Regions from separate parts of the Gossypium hirsutum genome. Here regions 1 and 2 are each linked to region 3. The links are chromatin contacts, called in public Hi-C maps. All regions are on one chromosome and are shown on one strand. Each heading gives the region's core, a stretch centred on a gene start, on an enhancer-like site or on the middle of the called end of the contact. The rest is flanking DNA. Distances are from core to core; before and after follow the strand shown. Region 1 holds the start of LOC107896858. Region 2 has its middle 4.9 kb from the start of LOC121208361. Region 3 holds the start of LOC107896881 (probable serine/threonine-protein kinase PBL7).

Region 1 (2,993 bases), core at 5-2,504, 300 kb before region 3:
GATCAAAGAGCAACTTGGCCATTCTATTAAAAATTCCATGCATTTCTACTTTTAAGCGATGACGTAACTAGTGAAACAACCGGGTAACGATATTTGGTGTGCCATATTTTATCACATCAACAAATATTTAAAAATTAAAAAAATCTCAAAAATAAATATATTTTAATAATTATTTAAAAAATATCTAAGATGAACCTAGACAAATGGTTGTCCATGTTCATTTGAACATGGACAAAGGTTATCTATATTCATCATGGATGTAGTTTTTTTAAAAAAATTATAATTTTTTATAGCAAATTATTTAAAAACTATTAAAATTTTAATAATTTTATAAAAAAAATATAAATCTAGCTTTTTTACTTCAATAATATAAAATAATAATAATTAATAGCTTAAATAGTATGTCCATGAGATTATTTACCAAAATAGTATGTTTGCTACAGTGTTCTGCTAGTGCCGCTTGACAAATTGGCGGCACATGATTGAAATGTGATGACCTAAAATATTTAGGGACTTAATATGGAAATTTTCCATTTTAATTGATTGCTAAAAAAAGCTTTTAGGGTTAAATTGCTTCATAACCCCTTCTTATTTTCTATTTTCTTTTATTCTCCTTCAACTCAAAAAATAGAGAAGCCTATTACCAGTTAGTCCAAAAAATTTTTTCTACAAAAAAATATTTTTTGTAAAAAATTTGATTCCAACTGAAAATATTTTTTGTAAAAAATTTGATTCCAACTGAAAATAAATTTGATTTATTTATATTAAAAAATATATTTTTTCAAATTATTTTATTCCAGTTAGAATAAAATTTTGAAAAATAATTTAACAAAAAGAATTATTTTTTGAAAAGAAAAGAAAATTTATTTTCAGTTTTAATTGACTTTTTATAAAAATAATTTTTGGTAAAAAAAACTTTTTGGACTAATTGCTAATAAACTTCTGTGTTGACGGGAGCAAAATAAAATAGTAAATAAGAAAAGGTTATGAAGCAATTTAACCTTTTTGAAGGTGTAATAAAAAAATGGAAAAAGTCAAATCATCCATATAAATGAATTTTTTTTAAGAGAAAAAAGTCAATTTCTAATTTTAAAATAATTAAAAAATGTTATAACAGGTGGAACGAAAATGGAGAGGTCTACAATACGTCCCTCTCAACTCTCACCATGAAGCATTAAAGAAAAAGGAGACATATTTTTGGGGATGGGCCCACAATTGGCATTAGTAAACCTTAGTTTTATGGTTTTGAGAGGACGGAACGGACACGCTTCTACCAATAACTAAATAACATGTGATCAAAACTCTCTCCACTTCCCCTGCCTTTCTTCCATTTTCCTTCAACCCAAAGCTTTAAACAATAAAACAAACAAAATATATTGGCTTGGGTGTTTATGATTCCCGACCACACAACGTAATCCATTTAACTTTCCCGCTCAGCAATCATTTAGCTTCTGCTTTCTTCCATCTTCTCTACCTTCAATCCATTGTTTTAAGAGGAAACTGGAAGGGGGATTTCAGATAAAACTCTCTCTCGCCTTCTATACGTATGTTCACTATCTAATTAATTTCCATCAAGGGTTTCTGTTTTGTATTTTTGGGTTTGCTTCTTTTCCTGGGTATTTTATTTTTTTGTCTTGCTTCTGGTTTTAATGTTCTTTGGCTTGCCTGCTAACTTAAACTTATTATCATTTTGGATTAAAATGATCTTTCGTTTTAGTTTAGTGTATGGTATGGCGTCGAATTATGTAATTTTAGCTGAAGCTGTTAATGCTTTAATGGGCTTTTTGTGCTTAAAACAGTAATTTGTTCGCTTCAAATTATTGATTCTAAACTCTGTTGATCTTTCTAGGGTTTGTTATGTATAATTTTTTTTACTATATGTGCCATTTTTACCATTGATTGCATCTATAGAATTGATGTTTCATAGTATACATGTTTCCTGGTATTGGAATCCTGGGTGTTCCTCAAGTGTCTCCCACTTTACCAACTCACATTGCACTGATCATCCATGAATTAGTCAAGGTTTTCAGAACTGGGCCAGTGATCGAACCGGTCATACCACCGGTTCTTGGTCTGACCAGTTTATCAGGTTCAATTGAATAAAAAATTAAAAAATAGGAAAAACAACCGGTTTGTGGGTCAACGAGTCCAACCCCCTTTTTCGACCATTACCCCAGCCAGTTCCCAATCTAACTGGTCTGGTTTAGAAAACAGTGGGATTAGTTTCTATGGACCATAAAACAGACATGAAAGATACCTTGGTTCCACCAAAAAAAGTCTTCTACCTTTTCCTGTGATTCATGTTTTGTGTCTTTTGGTTAAAACTTAACAAGTTTATGCATCTAGTAGAGGCTTGGCAGAATGAAGACCGGAAATTAGGACAATTTGAGTATCAATGAAGATTCCATGATTTTTTCTGTTTTGCTTACCTTTTAAATTATAAATTTTGGCTCAACTTTGATGTTGTTTGAGCATGAGAGGAGACCACATGGTGGCCTCCGAAGAGACTAATGTAAGTTATATAAGATTCAGACAGTGATTTTTTGTATGTCTTGGCGTTAAATGATTTTTTTTTTTTAAATGTAGTAGTATAAGGCCTTGTTCATTCAAATAGGTCACCTAGGTGAGCAATTAGATTAAGGGCCTTCTCCGATTAACTCTTTCCTTTTTGTCAGAGTTGGCATCATTTGAATGCAATTACTAAATCTAATTATACTAATTTAAGTTATTTAGCATTTCCCTGTTGGGCTATGATATGCGTGTGTGTCTAAACTGAGCTTCCTAAAATGTTGGTTCTGTTCTTGTAAGAGATTAGTAATTTAAATCTACTTATGTTCAGATAAGTGTTTAGAGGTAATTGCAAACAGAAGACAGTGGAAGAAATCCAACTGCTGTTCTGCTAAGGTTGATTGATGGTCATTATGGATTTAAAAGGAATAACTTGGGTTGGTCATGTATATCAGAAATTTGAAGCCATGTGCCTAGAGGCAGAA
Region 2 (2,945 bases), core at 118-2,617, 380 kb after region 3:
ATTCTCAATTAGTCTCCTACAATCTTGCTTTTTAAACCATGCATTAACTAACTTGAAAGGTCTTGGTCCTCAGTCGATTGTTTCATTTACCAACAAAACTAGTATGTGATCCGATATCGTTCTGTTTAGTCCTTGCTGTTGTAAGTCTTTCAATTGAACCAACCATTCTTCCTCTAGTAAAAATCTATCAAGTCTACTACGTCTATTGTCCGGACCAATCCATGTGAACTTTTTCCCCAATAACGGCAAATCTTCCAATTTACATCTATCAATAAAGTCACCAAACTCCTTTGACCCCTTCTTTATGCCCGAACAGATGATTCGTTCACTTCTATTTCTCACCATGTTAAAATCCCCACCTACTATCCATGCATTACTAAATTTACTTCTAAACCCATATAGATCTTCCCAAAGAATTTTTTGATCTGACAGATTGTTAGGAGCATATACATTAATCAATACTGCCTTCATCCTTTCACACACCTACTTTCCTTCAATTACAATAAATTTGTTCCCACTAAACTCCATATTGGTTGTAAACATACCTTTATCCCATATTGTTATCAATCCTCCTTACCTTTCTATTGCAGCTGCAAATTTAAATTCAAAATAGTCATCGCCCCAAAATTTTCTAACTAAATCCATTGACACCATTTCTAACTTAGTTTCTTGAAGGAAGCAGACATTTGCCATAGTCTTTCTCACTAATCTATTGACAGCTTCTATTTTAGCTACAGGCCCCAACCCTTTGATATTCCAGGAGACAAATCTCATATTTCCAATCGAACTAATTAAATAAAGTAAAATCCAGTAAACCAGCCACTCACCAATTATCCTGAATTCCTCCTCCCTCTGTCTTTGATAGCTCCCTATTGCTGCCCTTCAATCCTCATTATCTCTTCGATTACTATCTCCTCATCGCCTTGGACACTAAACCCCAATTTTTTCCCCACCTCCCACGTCTTCTTCGCTTCTTTAACAATGACTTTTCTTCTGTTACTGATGTCTGAGTCCGATAACGATAGGTTTGCTATGCTTTCGTCGTTCCTGGAATCCCCATTTCCCTTTAATTTTCTCATTCCCCTATCTCTCTTCAGCTTTTCTTTTGTTGTGAGCACTGTATCCTGAATCTTCTGCATAAATCTAATTCTCTCATTCAACACTTTCTTATTTCTTTTGTTTTGTCTTATTTGGAAAAGTTCCTCTTCAAGTTCAGATGCTGCAACCCGATCCCTTGGTTCCTCTATTTCTTATAAAAATGTTGAATTTTGATTTAACTTTGGGTTCCCTTCATTGATTGGAATCTGCATTTCTTTCTCATTTAAGTCCATTTCATTGCCCTCAACTATTTGTGTTTCTAGCCCTTTATTCTGATCCAATACCAATACTGAGCCCATAGTAATTAAATCTTCTTGACCCTGATCCGTCAAGGCTTCAATAGCCTCCCCTTTGAAAGCTTTTTCAATAAATAATACAAATGTAATTTCAAAAATAATTTAGATAGAAACATGATGAAGTCGTCAAAATGGGTGGAACATTTGAAAAGTTAAGCTAATTTAATTGACAAGAACATGAAGAAAATGTATTGTAGATAAGATTTTTAAGCAAGAAACGTGAACCAATGCTTCTTGCAGATTTTTTCTTTAATATTATCAGTTTGCCTCAGAGACTTAAGTCTGATATCCATATAAATATGTCTTGTGTCCAAGAGAATCAGAAATGGAGTAAATATGAGACTTGAATATTATATTTTTGTTGCATTCATTTCCCCTTTTTCCATTAAGTTGAAGCTTTCAATTAAGGTGCCAGTAAACTTAGGCTAGATAAAGACTAGCATTGGGAGACGTCTAATATAACTTATAGACTATATATTTGCTCTATGCTTCTTGGTGAAGGCTAGCACATTGACTGAATTATATCAATGACAATGGATAGGTTTTGAATAAAGCAGCCTGGTTCTCTTAGGTTGTATATGTTAATGCTGAAAGATTAGTTCGATAAGTATATGCAATTGTTTTAAAAAATTTTAATTTATTTAAATAATATTACATTATACTTATATTTGAATATTTGTATACGAACAAATACAAATACTCTAGAAAACTTAAAGGTTATATAACATGGTTTCTATAGAAAAACAGATCAAAGCTTTCTAAATTTTTCCTTCCTTCTTCAGCGGTTTAATCAACAAAAAGTGCTCCCCAGAGATGCTTGTTTAACAGCTAACTGTTTAAAAAAAAAATTGTGATATAAATTGATTTGTTGAGCAAACCTTTGAACAACTTGTCAAGAAATAAACAGACTTCAAATCTCTAAAATTTAGATGAAAGTGATGGGGTTTATCAAATCTGACTTAAAATCATAGTTATCTATCTTTTATTTCGTATGCCAAGATTTGTAATTACCCTATTTATAATATTAATTTCAAGATTCTAACTAATATTATCATAAAAAGATGTGAAATTTTGTCTCCTTTTGGCATTAGAGAAATGATTAAAACTGTGTCATAATATGTATTATATAATTAGACATTAAATAAAAAATAATTTATATAAATTTAAACTTGAAATTAGAAAGATAAATAAAAACATTAATAAAAAATAAGATTTTTAAAATATTTTCTTCTCATTTTTTAAAACAAATCATGAGAGTTACCAAAAATAATCTATTGAAATTAATTTATTACTAACTCATATTAAAACATAATAAATAAATAAATAAATATCCTTATGCACAGTGGTGAAGCCGGCGACTGGCAGAGATCCCGATTCACCCTAAAATGATTTTTTTATTTTATTTTAGGTCTCTTTATAATTTATAAAATTTTAAATTGACAATAATAAAATTATATCTTGACTTTCAAAAATAATAAAAATTTAATTTAATTTTTTAAAAATTATAAAAATACGAGCTACTAAAATAATGAAATTATATTTTTACTATCA
Region 3 (3,349 bases), core at 201-2,700:
AGGAAAGGCTTGTCCTTCTTTCCTACTCAGAGATCAACCACGGGGTATCTTCCGCATTTGCAGCCGAAGCAATAGCGTGTAGAAAAGCGGTCAAAGTAGGAGTGGGACAACAATGGCCGAAGGTGATAATAGAAAGCGACTCCCTCACGATAATCAAAAAATGCACAACCAAAAGTCAAGATCGTTCACATATAGGAGCTTATATACACGATATACAACAAAACATTAACAGATCGAGAAGCTTCTTTTTCAAACGTACAATAAGATCTGCAAACAACCTTGCGCATGTAATAACAACGGAAACTTTAAGAAGGAAGGAGGAGACGTACCTGGAAATGGGGGTTCCGGTGTATGCTGAGATTCAACAAAGAATGGATCAGAGACGAGAGCCAGATTGATAACAGAGGGGAAACAGAGAAATGAAAGGAAAGTAAAGGAAAGTCGGAGAAATGGTTTTTGAAAGGATAAACTTTCCTAAAAGCTGAATCGTCAAAAGAAAATTGAAAGGTACTCTGATGATACGACGGTTTACAGTATGATCTGACTGGGCATTAATTAGGTTCATCAATCTATAATTTTTGACTGTTTGATAAATATCTAGATATTTTCTAATTAGTTTTTGAGCCTTTTTAGTTTCAGGCCGTGTCTTGTTTAGGTGCTGATTGGTTTTCTCTTTTGCTTTTGGACTTTTACTATGTACTTTTATTTTATTCAGTATACAGCCCAGTCTGAATTCTTTCAAAAAAATTCATTAATATAATTCAGAAAAATAATAAAAATAATATATGTAGAAAATTTTAATATTATAATTTATTAATATATATTATAAATATATTTAATAGTATAATATATTATTTATAAAAATATGATTTATTTCTGAATAACATTATAAATATTATGTCAAAAATAATATTTGAAAATAAATAATTTAACATTTTATATTTAATAATAAAAAAATTATTTAACAATATATTTAGTTTATTAAACTTACAAATAAATATAAAAATCATATTTAAAAATTATTTTATTATATTTAAATATTTAAAAATATTATTAAAAACCTACCATTTTATTTTAATATTACTTTATCTCTTTAGCTTCCATCGCTCCAATCCTTCATTTTGGTTAGTTGTTGACTTCTAGAATTTAAAGGCTCAAAACCCCAATTGCGAGAATGATGTTGAAAAAACCAATTCAAGTTTGATAGAATTTCTCTTGAATTATATGTTATTCATTATTGAGTGAAATAGTCATTCGTTGTCAAAGATTCTAATTCAACTGAATAAGGAATTCATTAAACCAAATTACGAAATAATCATTTCCCTAGAATCGAAATGGGTTGGCTATTCATGCCCACCCAAACGTACTGTCAGTAATAGTGGTATCGTATGATTGAATGGTGAAGTATACATATATAAATAAGTACGGGTGCATCAAATATAAATATTTAACTTTATATATGTGGTAATCTTGAAAAGTATGATTTAAGTTGAGGTAGGAAATGCAAATGCAGAGAAAAGGAAAGGACTAAAAGGAAAAGTTCTTTGTGTGCGCGCTAGTCGGAGAAGAAAAAAACAGTAAAGTAAAACTCACTGACCCTGGTGTCTGACACAGCGAGAAGAAAGGCGAGAGAGAGAGGGGGGGGGGAATCTCCAAGTTCAAATAAGACCAGCATTTTCTTATAGTCGGAGGCGAGCTAGGTTTCAAAGGGAAAAAGGAGAACAAAAATGGAGAAAGGAGGGGAAGATCCTGAGTTTTCATATTCGTATTATAGGAGGAAAGAACGCATTGCATTGGTAGCCATTGTAGTGCTTGCTTCAGTGGCTGTTGCTTCGCTTTTAGTGGCTTTTAGCTACTATTGTTATATTCGTAACAAGGTCCTCTCTAAGCGCTCCAAATCCCACTCTACTGGTACTGTCTACATAATATTTTAAATAAACTACACTATTTTCTTTTCTCTGCTTTCATTTTCTTGTATATTTATGTTGGTTATGATGACGGTGTAGTAGATGTGAATATAGGAAGATTATTGGGGAAAATGCATTCCCTTTGTGTACTATTCATAAGGACTAGTTCATCTTTTGTTCTTCCCTCTTTTTCCTGTCAAAAAAAGGTGGAAAAATATATTTGATTCATCTTGTTCTGTTTCTTATATAGTTCTTTTTACCTTTATTTGGTTTTTTAATTTCGTACCCGCGATGAAGTACTTCCCAAAAGATGGTAAGTTGATTATACCCTTTTGACAATGATTATTTTGGGTCTTTGGGGACTCGGACTTATGATGGTTTGTAGTCAGGGCCTGTAGTATAAGTAATCATCAATAAAGTGAGCTTGTTGCTTTAGCATGACTCGGTTCCTAATGTTCCCTTTTATGCAACTTGATGTATTGCTGGTCTTTTGTCTCTGAAGTGGTTGATTCTAAGGACAAAGCTTGCTGTACCGATCTTGAAGTTGCTACGGACGAAGGGCTTCATGTCTTTACTTTTAAGCAGTTACATTCAGCCACTGGTGGTTTCAGCAAGTCTAATGTGGTTGGCCATGGCGGGTTCGGGTCCGTGTACAGGGGAGTGCTTAGTAATGGCAGAAAAGTTGCTGTGAAGTTAATGGATCAGGCAGGGAAGCAAGGAGAAGAAGAATTTAAAATGGAGGTCTGCTATGAATACTGTTCTAAGTGTACTTTTCTGGTGTTCTGATATCTGTATTTCAAATGTGCCATGCTAACCCGTCGACAATATACATTCTGTTTACCTAATTCTTTATATTTCTTCTGGAAAAAATGGATAAAATGAGTTAATAAAGTGATGATATCATTTATGTTAACTTTCCTTTTATTTTAAGTTGATTTTATACTAATTGATTGACCATACACAATTGTAGGTGGAACTGCTGAAACGTCTACGTTCTCCATATTTGTTGGATTTGATTGGGTATTGCTCAAATAGTAGTCGTAAACTGCTTGTTTATGAGTTTATGGCAAATGGTGGTCTGCAGGAACATCTGTATCCCATTAATGGTAAGCTAGTACTTAGTAGTAGCCTTTGTTTATTAAAATTTCAATGTGCATGAGCTGTTAATTAAGCTTTTTTTATTATTCCAATCAAGATTTATCTTCGCATATAAAAGCTGGGTGGTATTATTTGCACCACATTTCTGCAACTCTTGCTTTCCACTTTTTTTAAATTGACAAATGTTCATGCACTTATGGGGAGTTTCCAAAGCTAAGTGAAGCACAAATGGGAATGCCCTGAAAGAAATTTGGGATATTGTAAAATCTTGAAATTTGGGATATTGTAAAATCTTGTCTTAGCAAGAGTGGAAGGATTGATGACTAAAATCCTTCTGAATTTGA

The links. A called contact is a pair of places that touch in the nucleus more often than the background predicts.
Region 1: a Hi-C map of leaf shows a contact between it and region 3, with 2.2 times the contacts expected there. The contact joins the promoter of LOC107896858 here to the promoter of LOC107896881 in region 3. A contact is called at or near these places in 8 of 34 Hi-C or Micro-C datasets (hypocotyl, leaf, petal and 1 more).
Region 2: a Hi-C map of leaf shows a contact between it and region 3, with 4 times the contacts expected there. The contact joins the enhancer-like site here to the promoter of LOC107896881 in region 3. A contact is called at or near these places in 7 of 34 Hi-C or Micro-C datasets (callus, hypocotyl, leaf and 2 more).

What each region holds. Positions count from the first base shown.
Region 1 is chrA10:88,770,948-88,773,940 of Gossypium_hirsutum_v2.1, forward strand. LOC107896858 reads left to right here and starts at 1,255. Exons shown (of 5, transcript XM_016822153.2): 1 at 1,255-1,544; 2 at 2,840-2,993. The coding sequence starts at 2,913.
Region 2 is chrA10:89,452,599-89,455,543 of Gossypium_hirsutum_v2.1, forward strand. No RefSeq gene overlaps it. Among protein-coding and RNA genes, the nearest start is that of LOC121208361, 4.9 kb to the right of the region's middle. Within about 2 kb of position 1,368, at least 5 of the 9 cell types and tissues checked have an H3K27ac peak or open chromatin away from gene starts, as enhancers often do. A contact at or near this core is called in leaf, where this site is marked.
Region 3 is chrA10:89,075,684-89,079,032 of Gossypium_hirsutum_v2.1, forward strand. It overlaps LOC107896881 (probable serine/threonine-protein kinase PBL7), which reads left to right and starts at 1,451. Exons shown (of 6, transcript XM_016822178.2): 1 at 1,451-1,911; 2 at 2,410-2,648; 3 at 2,878-3,013. The coding sequence starts at 1,728. LOC107896880 (a long non-coding RNA gene) reads right to left here and starts at 721. Exons shown (of 2, transcript XR_005903348.1): 1 at 1-721.